Linked DNA regions of Lactuca sativa: region 2 is linked to region 1. A link is a contact called in public Hi-C data. All regions are on one chromosome and are shown on one strand. The core of a region is the stretch at or near the end of the contact, and the rest is flanking DNA. Distances in the headings are between cores, read along the strand shown. Region 1 holds the start of LOC111909416 (serine/threonine-protein kinase STY13). Region 2 holds the start of LOC111909415 (putative glucose-6-phosphate 1-epimerase).

Region 1 (6,974 bases), core at 3,196-5,695:
ATAAGATACGAAACATACTAAGTCACGATGTAGTTGGAACGATTGTTCTACTTGTACTTTTTTGATACAAGCCACCGACCATCTTTCGAGAGAAAAAACTGACATAATTTTAAAGGTAAACACGAAAATTATGAATCATTCCTAATAAATAAAGAACCTTTTGTCATTTGTCACATTCTTATTGATTTGGCCACATGTCATTTTCTGGTTATTTTCAATTAAATTTTTTCCACATGACATTTTGTGGTTGTTTTATTTTTATTAAATATATTTATTGCAATAAATTTACCCTAATAAATAAGAATGATTTTGCCAAATGTTATTTTTTTATTGAATTGGCCACATGTCATTTTGTTATAATTTTGAGATATATATTTATTTTCCACTTGTCATTTATTTTATTTTTCATTTTCAATATATCATTAATTTAGTTTCTATAGATTAAAACTTAATAATTACTATTAATTTCAAATTTCAAATTTGAAATTTGAAATTTCAATTTCAAATAATTTACAGTTTAAACCTTTATATTTAAAATATTATTATAATTAACCCGTTTAGTATACAAATTTGACAACTAAACACATAATTTTAATTTATTTATTTTTCGCATGTATTTTTTCTCATAATTTTCACTTATTTTAGATTTCAAATTTAAATAAACTTTCGATATAATCTTTTCTATTTAACATTTTGTTTTAACCAACCCGTATAATATACAGGTCTCACAACTAGTAAGAAATATAATTAGGTTTGTTTTAATTATTGTTATGTTTAGTTTCATTTTAACTTTTATGCGATTTTTTATTTTCTTTAAATTAATGAAATATTTTCTTTTTATAATTAAATTATTTATATATTTATTTAAAAAAAATATGAGCAAATAAGTGGTGCATTCCCAAGGCAGAGAGAATCGGGGAAAGAATAAAAGAAATGATATGATTATAGGACAAAAGTGAAAGGTGTGTGAAGAGTACACAATTTGGTCCAATGCATTGATCATTGAAGTAGTGAAGAATACAAACAAATCTATGGCAATTTGATATGCAAAAAAGTACAACTTAAAAGCAAAAAGTTGGACACATTTATAACTTAAGGGGTATAAAAAGGGCCCTTTGGATGGACTTTATTTCTTACACCTACAACATCACATCAACCCTACCCCTTTTCACACAATTTTAGCATCTAGAAACTTTAAGCTGGCCCACACCATCCCATCTTAAGACGTAGTCTATTTCACTTACACAACAGATACACAACAGTCTACTAGATAACCAATCCGGTACATAGCAAAACAAAATCTTTGACACTGCAACTGCTGACACTCAAAACTTTGACTGTCTCTTGACTCTCAAACTCCATTTCAAATGGCTTTTCACCGTTGGTATGCTAACACGGCATCTAAGAAATCTCTTTTAAACAACTTCAAGTCCATATTTCTCCATTAAAAACTAACACAAAACACCTCCTAAATCTCCAACTAATCTTCTTTTCTTACTACTTTCATTCTATACATGATCTTATATATATTTCCAACCTCTCATCTTTATCATCAACAACATTGATAAAAACACGAAAATAGACCTCGAGGGCTATTTCCAACTGGAGTTTTTGGTGTTTCAACCGATTCATCCTTTGCCCCCATTAATGTGCTTGTGCCAGGTGATTCGGGTGAAAAGATGGTATTTTGGGAGGTGAAAATTCGAGGTGGGATGGATGTGGGTCCCATTTGTGTATTGTTTGATAAGTAATGAAGAAGCATTTGTATTATTTGAGTGAAATTTGGTCGAGCATTTGGATCTTCTTTCCAACAAGATGTCACAATTATAGCCAAATCCTCTGGGAGGTCATCCGCACTTGGTCTTACATTCTGTCAGACAAAATCATCAAAAAGGGTAAAATAGTCATTTAACATGGGTTTTAACAAAAAGTCTCATATCCCTATGTTATAATAAGATTTTCCCAATAGGGTTAATAATTGTATTAAAAAAGCATACTTTATGTTTTGTTTTATTAATTAGACCGGGAATGTAAAAGTAGGGGTAAAATGGTCATTTGAAAAGCGTTTAAAAGGAAACAAACGTTCCTTTTCGAACCTAAACTGGAAAAATGCTATCCACTTATGTTTTAGGCATCATACACAGGTAATACAAAAATATGGGTAAATTGGTCATTTAACATGAGTGTGACAAAATCAAACAAACGGTGTTATTCATAGAGAGAAAAACTGTTATGAAACCCTGAAATAAGGACCAAAACTGCAAAAAGGATTCATTTTTGGACCTAAACTGAAAAAAAAAAGTCAAAAAAGTAACAGGGACCAAAATTATAATTTAGTCAAAAGTGATATACTTTATAGTTTATACTTAATTTATGTTCTAAGCATCCTACTTTAAAATATTAAACAAAAAAAAAAAAACAAACAAGAAACTATACTTTATTGACTTCTCATTATGTCATTATTTCCCCATTTTACTCATATTTGACGTTTTCTAAACACAAAAAATTCAACCTTTTTATGAAAACTTCTTCTAATCTAATGATTAAATATAACGCGTGTGTTTCAAGTTTTGAAAAATTCAAGTAAGGTTGCTTATAAAGATTTCACCTTTCACATATAAAGTATAAACACCACCACTACATTACCAATTTACCATTACCATTACCCAACCTGCCCAAACTAAACTGCCCGAACTGCCCGAACATGAATAGGATAAAAATAAAAAATAATACCTTGAAAGCAGCTGCATATGCAGCTTGTAGATTTGACATTCCTTCAAATGGTAATTTGTTGTGTATAAGCTCCCATAAAACAATGGCAAAACTGTATGCATCTACTTTATGGTTATAATGCTTCTTTTCTCCATGCCTTAATGTCACAGTGCTATAAAGCTGCACTTTGTATTACATATTTTTTAAACATCAAATGTTAGTAAAAAAAAATAGAAAAGTAATTATAATTTATAAATTATAAATTATTAAATTACCTCTGGAGCCATCCATCTATATGTTCCAGTTTCTGCTGTCATCATCTCTGTTAATGATTCTTCTCTTGCTAAACCAAAATCAGCAAGTTTTACAGATTTGTGGTCTGACGTAAGCAGCAAATTTTCTGAAAAAAAATATATATAAATGATTTTTATCGATCCAAATAAAAAAAATAAAAATATATATTTCGAATTCTAATTTCTAACTATAAAACAAACGATGAAATGAAGATTTACCAGGTTTTAAGTCGCGATGAATGATCCCATGAGAGTGTAAACATTCCATTGCACGAGCAATATCAAGAGCAAATCCAATAGCGACACGTGTCTCCAACCCATTGGGTCGCATATTCACTAAGTATTTTCTCAAAGTTCCACCGGTAAGAAGCTCGGTGACTACCACCATGACTGGTTCCTTGCAAGCTCCTATGAACTAATACAAAACAAGATTCGATTTTTTTTAATTCTTATCAATAATATAGCATTATCCAATATCCATAGTCTATTTAATGATATTAAAAGTGTACCTTTACTAAATTCTTGTGTTGCACTTTTGATAACATTGCGACTTCTCTCACAAAACGACCTTCTATCTTCGCTATCTCCTCTGGCGTATCGCCTTTATTCACAATTTTAATGGCGACGATTTTGTTTTTGTATCTGGGGGAAAGAAGACAATCAATAAAACAACAAAATCGGGAACGAATTAACAATTTGGATCGATATTCGTCGTTAATTGCGATTTGCGAACTACAATGACTTACTTGCCCTCGTATACTTTGCCATGAGCACCCTCGCCGATCTTCGGACCAACGAAAAGAAGCTTCGGATCGATTACCCACTTCGCTTCCAAACTAAACTCGCTTGCGGAGAAAAATGCATTTTCAGATCCCATATTCTTTGAGGATTTTTATCGAACACCTTACAGGCAAAATGTTCAAGAACACATTTTTTTAAAACCTAGGCTAGACCCACAGCATAAATAAACAAACCCACAAACAAGATCAACTAGCAGACTTAAAAGGTTCACTTCAGCTTTAATGGCAGTGACCCATACTGTGAGATCAGACACACACAGACACACATACAGAATTAAAAATATGAAATCGGATTGCCTTTGTTTGGGAGACAAAGCATAAAACCCCCCATGTTCATTAAGACAAGAAACTAACCCCACGACTTAAATAAACCTTAAAAGACCCATTACGATAAGCTCTGAGCAAGATCAATGGGTTCTTGTAAAGAATTAAAATTCTGGAGTAAATGAGAGAGGGTTTGAGAGTATTTAATTGGAAGTTTGGTTGAGTTATCGATCTGCAAAGAAAAAGGAAAGGAATTGGGTAAATTTGTGTCAGACAGAATCGTGTGTGCATTATCTTAGTGATTAAAATATTTAGGGAGAAAATGGAAGATGAGATGCGTAAACCCGAAAGATTTGGGGTTTTGATGCCATTTGATTGAGAGATGGTGCAGGTTTTATAGTGGAATTTTTATACTAAAATAATACACACGCATTATCAACGGGTACCCATAATTTAATAGACTATTATCGATTATAATGGGTTTTATTATTTTGTATTAACATAAACAAGCTATATTATTTATTCATAATCAAATGATGGTTGTTTATCAAAAGTTAATATAGAAACTGAATTCTTCTTTTTTATTTAAAAAAAAAAAAAAACTAATTGTGAGACTCATGTATAATATAGGTTAATTTTAAAAAAATTGATATAAAAATCTAAATATTTTATAACTTTAAATATATACGAAAAAATAAGAAAAATAATAAATTATTAAAATTGAAATGTTTTTTTTTATATTTTAAATTTAAATAAATAAACAAAAGAAATTAATAAGCTTTAATTTGAGAATTTTGAAATTAGAAGATAACTCCATTAATAAAATTGATATTTATTTATACCTTATTTATTATAATTATTATATTAAAATATTATATTAAATTTAATAAAATAAAAATGTCCATAAAATGACATGTGAAAAAAAAATAATTCAAAATAACCAAATAATTACATTTGTCAAATTAAATGAGAATATGACATATAACAAAAAAAAACCTTTCATTTATTAGAGTTGAGAAATTACAACTGTTATTTTTTAAATATAACATGCATTCCTTTTATATATAGATATTAGAAAATTAGAATACTCAAAATGTAAACGAATGTGTCTTTAATTTAACTGAAATAACAAAACTAATAGACTATAAAAACTTAATAAATATCGGGAAAGTATAACTTTATATCAAAATTAAAAATATAATTTTATTAAAAAAATACTAGTCCATACATTACAATTATTTACTATGAAATTTCATTTTTTAAAAACAATTTATAAGAATATTATCGTTAATATTATATAACATATATTTCTTCAATATATAACGGTTAGTGTGTGTCTATATATATATATATATATATATATATATATATATATATATATATATATATATATATATATATATATATATATATATATATATATATATATATATATGAGATTCAATAGATAATCATAATTAACCAACGAACCAAGGAACCAATCGTGAGCATCAGAAATCATAACGATCAACGGCCAAGGAAATAAATGTACACTTTCACATTGGACGCACACACACCGGATAATACCAAAAAATCCACCCATTGCAAAAAAAAAAAGCCACAACTTTTTTTCGTTTAAAATTTTTTTAGGCCATGTTTTTTATCAAAAAAAAACCGAATATACCGTTGTTTATAATTTTTCGTCCTCTTTCCATAGAGATCAATGATTATATATAAAAAACGATTTTTTTTTGAAAAAAACTCACTTCATTTTCTTTAATGAAAAAAGTTAAGGTCTATTTTTTATAGAAAAAAATTAATAAATATATCAAAATTCATATTTTCGTACTTTTTATAGAAAAAAACTAATAAATATATCATATTGTGAACTTGTTCAGATTCATATTGTAAACATGTTCAGATTCACGTTGTGAACCTCCTCAGATTCACAGTGTGTATAATAATAAATCAGATTCACAATGTGAATCTACACTGATCGAGGGTTTTTTTTGTGAACCTTCTCAGATTCACAGTGTGCATAATATTAATTCAGATTCACAATGTGAATCTGAACTGTTCGAGATTTTTCATATTGTGAATGTTAAAAATTGAAATATTTACAGTTTAGATTCACAGTGTGAATCTACACTGTTCGAGGTTTTTTTATCGGTGTTGATGTTAATTAATAGAGTACAAAAAATTAATATTTTTGGTATAATTAGTTTTTTTTATATAAAAAAAACTTAAATATTGAAAAAAATAAGAAAATTAAGTGGGTCTTTTTCGAAAAAAAAAAAAAGTTCGTTTTTTATATATCATCATGGATCTCTATGGAAAGATGACGAAAAATCGTGAACAACAGTATATTCGGATTTTTTTTCGATAAAAAACTTGGCCTAAAAAAATTTTAATGAAAAAAAGGAAGTGGTTTTGTTATACTCCGGTACATGTACGTCTATTATAAAAATTTACAACCCTTCATTTTGCCGTTGATCGCTTTAAATTCCGACGCTTTAGATTGGTTTCTTGGTTCCTTGATTAATAATGGTTCTCTATTGAACTTTTCCCTGTATATATATATATATATATATATATATATATATATATATATATATATATATATATATATATATATATATATATATATATATATGGTTAGGATTAAATGTGAATCACAAATATAGTGTGAATGTGTGACTAAATTCTAACCATTAGATTGAAAAAAGTGAAAGGATGTGATCATAGGGTACATGGTATTAACATAGACTATCATTTACTATATAACTACACTTAAGTAGTTATAAATGCATTTTATTAAGAGAGAGAAATGAGAAATACATGTATCTTAATTAATAATAATCGAATTTTAAAAATACAAATAATTTTTTTTATACGTTTGAGAATTCAATTTCCATTTTTATCATTA
Region 2 (7,097 bases), core at 3,320-5,819, 200 kb after region 1:
TTGAACTATTTAAATTCTCGAAGTCAAATGAATCAAATTTGACTAAAACTGGATTGGATCAAACGGCCAAATGGGTCAAAAGTCGTATTTGACCTATTCTATAAAAAAAATGTTTATGGATCAACCCAACAAACTGATTCTAATGCTTATTAAAAATATATACGTTTAAATTTGTTAGGCAGTTTCCAATCCATTAATTTTACCTTTTAAGAAATTTACTTCTCATCATTTATCTAACAAGTAATACATACAATATGATATCTCCACATTGTCCAAGTCATTTATTCAAAAGTAAATTTACATCAACTTTTATTGACAAATGGATGTATCAAATGAAAATTATATCTTCATTTCAAATATTTACAACCTCCTAAATTCGATTACTACAAAAGAATTGATAACTATTTAATATATTAGTTCTTTTATAATACCCCAATCCACCCACTTTACCACCTACATTCTTTAGCATCTCAAGTTTTCCTTATTATTTGTTACATTTCATAATAGTTTTAAAAAGATACAAAATAAGTATAAATACAATAGCCGTGATAAAGAAGAGACCGAGGGGTATTTTGGTCATCCTCTACGGTTTGTGTAATTGTGTATCATGTACACACAACCATTTATGAGAAAAATAGAATCCTTCCAAACAATTCTACAAAAAAGCTTTCTATGATTATTTTCAGTTATAAAAACGACATTCACATATTTTCCTAAGACAAGAGAAAAAGTTGCAACTTCTATCTTTTATCTTTTATTTTTGTCTTTTGTCACACTGACTTGACATCACTCACACATCACTCATAACTCAATTCGATATATTCGATACATGTCTAGAGCAGTATAATACTATCATGTTTTGTCATATACCAGCATTAGTACTACAATTGCAAACAAGATGCTACTTTTTTTAACTTAATCAAACACCGATTCTAAAAAGTTTCAAACGATGTCTAGAAAAAAGCGACACCTTTTACCAAACAAACCTTCTCTCTCTCTCTCTAAACAATTCCAACACCAAATCATCGTACTATTACGCACCAAAACAAACAAATCGATTCAAAAAAAAAAAAAAAAAAAAAACTTATTATAATTAGCGCGAGCCAAGAACCTTGCGTGGGTCGAGCTGTCCACTGAAATAACTCGAAGAGACAATAGAAAGTTCTTGCCGACCTTTCCACTCTTGATTCAGTTTTAAACTTATTGGATTTTCAATGGCTGCGGCATCAAGACATAGCATTGTTTTGTAGTCTTCATCGCCCAAATCTTGAATCGCCTTTGACTTTTTATCCCAAGGGTTCCAGACAACTATCGAAATAGCAATGTAATTTTATTATAATACATTTTGGGATTTTTTTTTTATTTTTTAATTTATGATAATGGAATTTAATTTAATTGGTATGTGAATATGTGATGAGATAAACCTGCATCCACCATGCCTTCTTTACGTAGGACGATTGTTCGTTTTCTTTCGTGGTCGATTATCGCAATTTTGTTGGGTGTGCTTAAGTACACGCGGTCGATCTATAAAAATAAAACATGGTTAATGCAAGGAATCGCAATGTACTTTTAAAAGACCTTATACTTTGTGTTTTTTTGGATTAAACCTCGAATTTATTTTTTGCTTGAAATACACCTTGTGTTTTTTTCATTTCTTCCGATCTGACCCATTTAGTCATTTTTTTTTTCAAAAAGAATTGTAAAATGTTAGGGATTTTTCAAGGAAAACTAAAAATGTTTAGGGTTTATCTGGAAGCGGTTAAAATATTGAGGGTGTTTTTCAGGACAAAAATAAAATTGAGGTTTAATCCGGAAAAAACACAAAATATTAAGTCTTTTTTTAAACTAATCTAAATTAAAAGGTTGAGGGGTTTTTTCAAAAAAAATGGTTAATCTCATAAAAGACCTTATATTGTGTTTTTTTTGGATTAAACCCCAACTTTATTTTTTTTCATGAAAAAGACCTTGCATTTTGCTATATGTTTTCAAAAAAACCCTCAATTTTTTTGGGTTAATCTCATAAAAGACCTTATATTTTGTGTTTTTTCCGGATTAAACATCATCTTATACTTTCCTTCTTTCTGAAAAAACCCTCAACTTTATCTTTTTTTTTCGAAAAAAACCCTCAACCTTCTAAATGTTTACAAATAAATCCTCAACTTTTTTAGTTTTTCCTGAAAAAACCTCACATTTTACAACTTTTTTAGAGAAAAATGACTAAAAGGTCCGGACCGAAAAAAAATGAAAAAAATGCAAGGTCTTTTTCATGAAAAAAAAAATAAAGTTGAAGTTTAATCCGGAAAAAATACAAAATATAAGGTCTTTTATAAGATTAACCCAAAAAAAATTGAGGGTTTTTTTTTTGAAAAAATATAACAAAATGCAAGGTCTTTTTCAGGAAAAATATAAAGTTGGGGTTTGATCCAAAAAAAAAAACACAATATATAAGGTCTTTAATTATATCAACTCAAAAAGGTAGATTTTTTTATAAGATCATAAGAATAAAAAAAAAAATTGAAAGTAGATTGTTGTAAAGAAAGAAATGAAACTGTGTTGTAATAAAAATAAAATCTTACATCTCCATCAAAGGTAATTGCATCTGCTTGCTCTGTATACCTTTCTCTCATTAACAAATTGTCAAAGTAATCAAGTGTCTCCAACCCTTCAACACGTACTTCACTGCATTTTAAAAACTCCATATATCATTCTACTTATCTAAAAACAATAATATTTACAATTAATACTAAAAATCAAAAGTAGGATTATGCAAACCTGACATCTGATAAAGAAAAGTAGTTATGAAGAGCAATAGAAAATGAGAAAGCTTTGCTATCAACATTTCTCACACGAGGGATCAAAGTAAGCTTCCCAACACCAACAATCACACGCAGCCTCAACTCAAATCTAAACAAAAAACATATATAAAATAATCACCCAAAATCCATTAAAGATTTGATTAAATCATGTGGAAACTAGAAAGTACCTATGAGGCCATGTTTTCAGATCCTCTTCTGTTGATTTCAATACAAGATCCACCATTGATTGATTGTTGGGTGGAGGTAAAGGTGAAGGATCTTCATCTATTGACCATAACCTATTCCTTGCAAATCCATGTTGCTCAAGTGCACCAAAATTTGCAACCTGTAATGGATATTACAGTTTATACTTTATAACTGTGTTCTATTGAGAAAAAAAAAGAAAACTAAAAAAATGGTTTTGTGGATTGTTGAATGCATACCTGAGGAAAGCAAATGGGTATGCCACCTCTTATGGATTTTGGTGGTTTCCAAACAGCCTACACACATAGAGAATGTCCTCATGAGTCATGATCATACAAATGCACATAATATACATGAATTCAGATCATTGCTTATATGATATTTAACTATATTGCAAAAAAAAATGAAGAGATTTTGGCTTTGAAGTTTGAAATACATAGTTGGATCACCTTACTGCTCATGAAAAGTAGCTCTTCTCGCCTTTCATTCTTCCAAGAAACAACCTGACCTCCATACAAGAGCACCTAGATGGAAGAAGAAGAAGAAGAAGAGAATGAATCAAAATCAGTAACTGATAAACAGTAATTTCAATCTGAAATTGAGTCAGAAAGTTGTATGTTACTAGAAAAGAAGCAAATAGAGAGTAAAGACATTCGGCATTCAATAGTATACTCAAAGTGAAAGCCCTAGAATTCTGGGCTGAAAGTCTGAAACAGTCGCTTAATAAATACACGAGATTTTTACGATTGACGAATCAGTAGATTGATGATTGTGGACTTGCAATGTATAATTCCATCATTCTGACTCGAAAAAATACTTCACATATTTGACATTTTCCCCAAAAGTTTGTGATCATAATTAACTCCTTCGAACCAAAAATCACAACTCAAAACAACAATGCTACAGAATTGAAGAAATGTGGAGCCAGAAAAAGGCGATTAACCACTTGTTCATCGTTCGACAATCGATCAACAACTTGCTTCTGGCACCAAATTTCTCAAATTACTCTTTCACATCAAAAAAAAACAAACGAAACATGTAGAAACTGGTAGAGAATTCTGTGATGAACAAACAAAGACACAATAAACGTGTTAACGAACCTCCGCTGTTGATCCGGTTGGCTCACTGAGTACAACTCTAGGCGATCGATCTCCATCATTGATGATATTAACAGCCATGTCGAATCCTTCAGAGTTCACAGAATTACACACACAGCAATTATAAAGAAAAACGAAGAATCCAAAGCGACAGAAACGGAATACGACGAAAATGAAGAATTTGAAAACGGTGGACAAAATCACAGCAAAATGGAATGAGAATAAGACGTATAAATAGAATCATTCTGTTTCTATAAACACCGCGTATTTCATCCATTCATCCAATAAAATACAAAGATTTAAATACTAAAAAATGGAATAAAACAAAAACAAAACAGATCATCATTAAATACAATAGATTGCAAATCTTAAATTAAAAAGTAGCAGGATCTTATGCTTAATCTTAATTTGACTAAGATTTTTTAATGATTTATTGTAACAGAATCGATCCGATTGGAAGAACAGGCCACCAACTATGTGAGTCTATGCATTTATTTATTTATTTATTTTGTTTTTCTTTTTTTAATAAATTAGTGGACGAGAGTCACCGGGTGAAATCGTCGGTTCTTATAAAATGGACTCGAATCGGGTTTAGACAACCTATCTTTAACCCGCTTGTGCCCTCCACGTGGTCTTTAAGATTCAGTGTCAGCGTTTTTATGCCATGTTTGGATTGGGTATCATATATGTCGATCATCTTTACATATTAAACTATTGATTATGATTATTTTGGGTAGCTAAATATTTTTTTTATTTAACTTTTTTTTTTGCCTATATAATTAAATTACTCATTGTCCAGAAGGTTGTCTAGCTTTTAGGGGTGTTTGGGAGTACTTTTTGAACTAGAAAAGTGTTTTTAAATAAAAGTATTTATTTGCTTATAGTGGCGGTAAAAAGAGTTTTTTAAAAAGTGTTTAGATAAGATTTTATAGTGAAAAAGTTAATAAGTTAAAAAGTGTTTAGCTTAAAAAATGCTTTTTGAAGTTATATTGGTTAAAAAGCCATAAACAGTTTCAAAAAGCTACGTTTTACATTCTTATTAAAAAGTGTTTATTGAAGCTTATGAAAAAACTACTCTCAAAAGTGTTTTTGAGTTTGTCAAACACTTTTTTTTGACTTATTAGCTTTTCAAGAAGCCAATAAGCAAATAACCATTTTTCAATCGCAATCCCAAACACCCCCTTAATCTCTGTCTTGAACTTCATTGTTCATTGTCACTGTACGTGCCACTGTGTTTTATGTGATAAAAATAGAATCGAACATTTTTTAGTTTATTTTACATTTTAACTTTAGGTTTTATATTTATATTTATACTTATATTAACTGTTCTGAATGGCACACTTACTCAAAAACTACATTCTTGTCCATTAAAGACGCCTTAAAATACATCTAATAGCGCTAGATTAAAGTTTTTTTTTTTAATTAAATACTACATTAAAAGTCATAATTATTTTAAGGATTGCTTTTGGACCTTTTTTAGTATATTTTAGGTTTTAATTTATGTTTTATTTTAATATAATATTTAAATTAATAAATTGAGTTTATTAGGTTATCACAATTAAATTCAAAAACTAAATATATTATGTTGAAAGTTAAAAGGGATTAAAAAGTTGTCAAGTAAAAATTAATTAATAAAGAAGTTTATTATATTACAAAATAACAAATTAATATTTTTCATGATAAACATTTATTTTCAATCATATAAGAGGAATGGTATTTTTTATAAGAGATTACAAAAAATCAAATTAATATTTTTCATGATAAACATTTATTTTCAATCACATAAGAGGAATATTTTTTATAAGAGATGTAAAACATTGTTTTGATATGACGATTAAATTATATGGTCAATAAAGCAATGTTTGTATTTAAATTGTTTTGATATGACTATTAAATCATATGGTCAATAAGACAATGCTTTTATTCAAGTGATTGAAATAGTTTCCTGATAATAACATTCTTGTAATTTCATTATAAAAAATTATAAATTAACCTCAAAATATACATCAAGACACAATGTTACATTAACTAAAAAAGTAAACATATATCTTAGATCAAAGGATATATAGACACAATGTTAGTATGATATTCATCGTTAGTGAATACATAGTGAATACATATGAAAGTTGACTCTTTGCAAAAATAGATAATACTGATCCGATCCAATATCCAATTGCATCGGTTTGGTTGTATATCACGAATTGGATTTGATCGATTCATAAAATACAACATTCAATTATAATTGTATTAGTCAGTTTCATCAAGATCCATTAGATTTCAACCGATGAACACCCTAACAGTGAGCTTGTAGATGTGGTTCGATAATCTCAATATACACAAGTCCAAAAAGTTAGTCGTGGAAGCAATTATTATTACTATTTTATGGGTGTTATGACGGTTTAGAAATTTGATAGTTTTTCGAACTGATATACAAAGAAATGACTCCATTGTTGATTCGGTAGTGGACTATTCCTTGTTTTTGTAAATAGAAATAGTAAGATGACAGGAAGTCAAAAAGTTTCATGGGACTCATTCCCGTGGGTGCCCCGTATGGGGATATTTGTTTAAATAAATTGGGGGCGAGGTAGGGGTGGGGATGGGCAGTCTCGTCTCGAAACTCTTATGGTGGCCACGTTAATAAATTATATATATATATATATATATATATATATATATATATATATATATATATATATATATATATATATATATATATATAATGAACAATAATATGATTTTGACCTGCCAAAATTCAGCAAAAAAATACTAGTAAGTTTTTTTAAATTGTTTGTAACATATAAAATTTTGCTATAAATAACTATTTGTTACCCAAAAATAGTTTTTTAGCCCAAAAAAATAGCTCAAAGTCAATTGGGAATGGGAAAACAGGACAGGAGTGAAGGCAGGGATAATAAAGGGAATTCGGGGGTATAGGCGGGAGTGGAGGATGCAACCCCGTTATCTCTTTTATTGTCTTAAATCTTAACTAATAATTCAAATA

The links. Hi-C and Micro-C count contacts between places; a contact is called where the count stands out from the background.
Region 2: a Hi-C map of leaf shows a contact between it and region 1, with 2.8 times the contacts expected there. The contact joins the promoter of LOC111909415 here to the promoter of LOC111909416 in region 1. A contact is called at or near these places in 2 of 4 Hi-C or Micro-C datasets (both in leaf).

The regions. Positions count from the first base shown.
Region 1 is chr3:180,939,316-180,946,289 of Lsat_Salinas_v11, forward strand. LOC111909416 (serine/threonine-protein kinase STY13) reads right to left here and starts at 4,446. Exons shown (of 6, transcript XM_023905239.3): 1 at 3,752-4,446; 2 at 3,515-3,647; 3 at 3,225-3,420; 4 at 2,988-3,112; 5 at 2,734-2,892; 6 at 968-1,870. The coding sequence starts at 3,882. The coding sequence ends at 1,553.
Region 2 is chr3:181,143,760-181,150,856 of Lsat_Salinas_v11, forward strand. LOC111909415 (putative glucose-6-phosphate 1-epimerase) reads right to left here and starts at 4,570. Exons shown (of 8, transcript XM_023905238.3): 1 at 4,100-4,570; 2 at 3,449-3,523; 3 at 3,239-3,295; 4 at 2,984-3,141; 5 at 2,773-2,904; 6 at 2,577-2,679; 7 at 1,425-1,524; 8 at 888-1,308. The coding sequence starts at 4,177. The coding sequence ends at 1,094.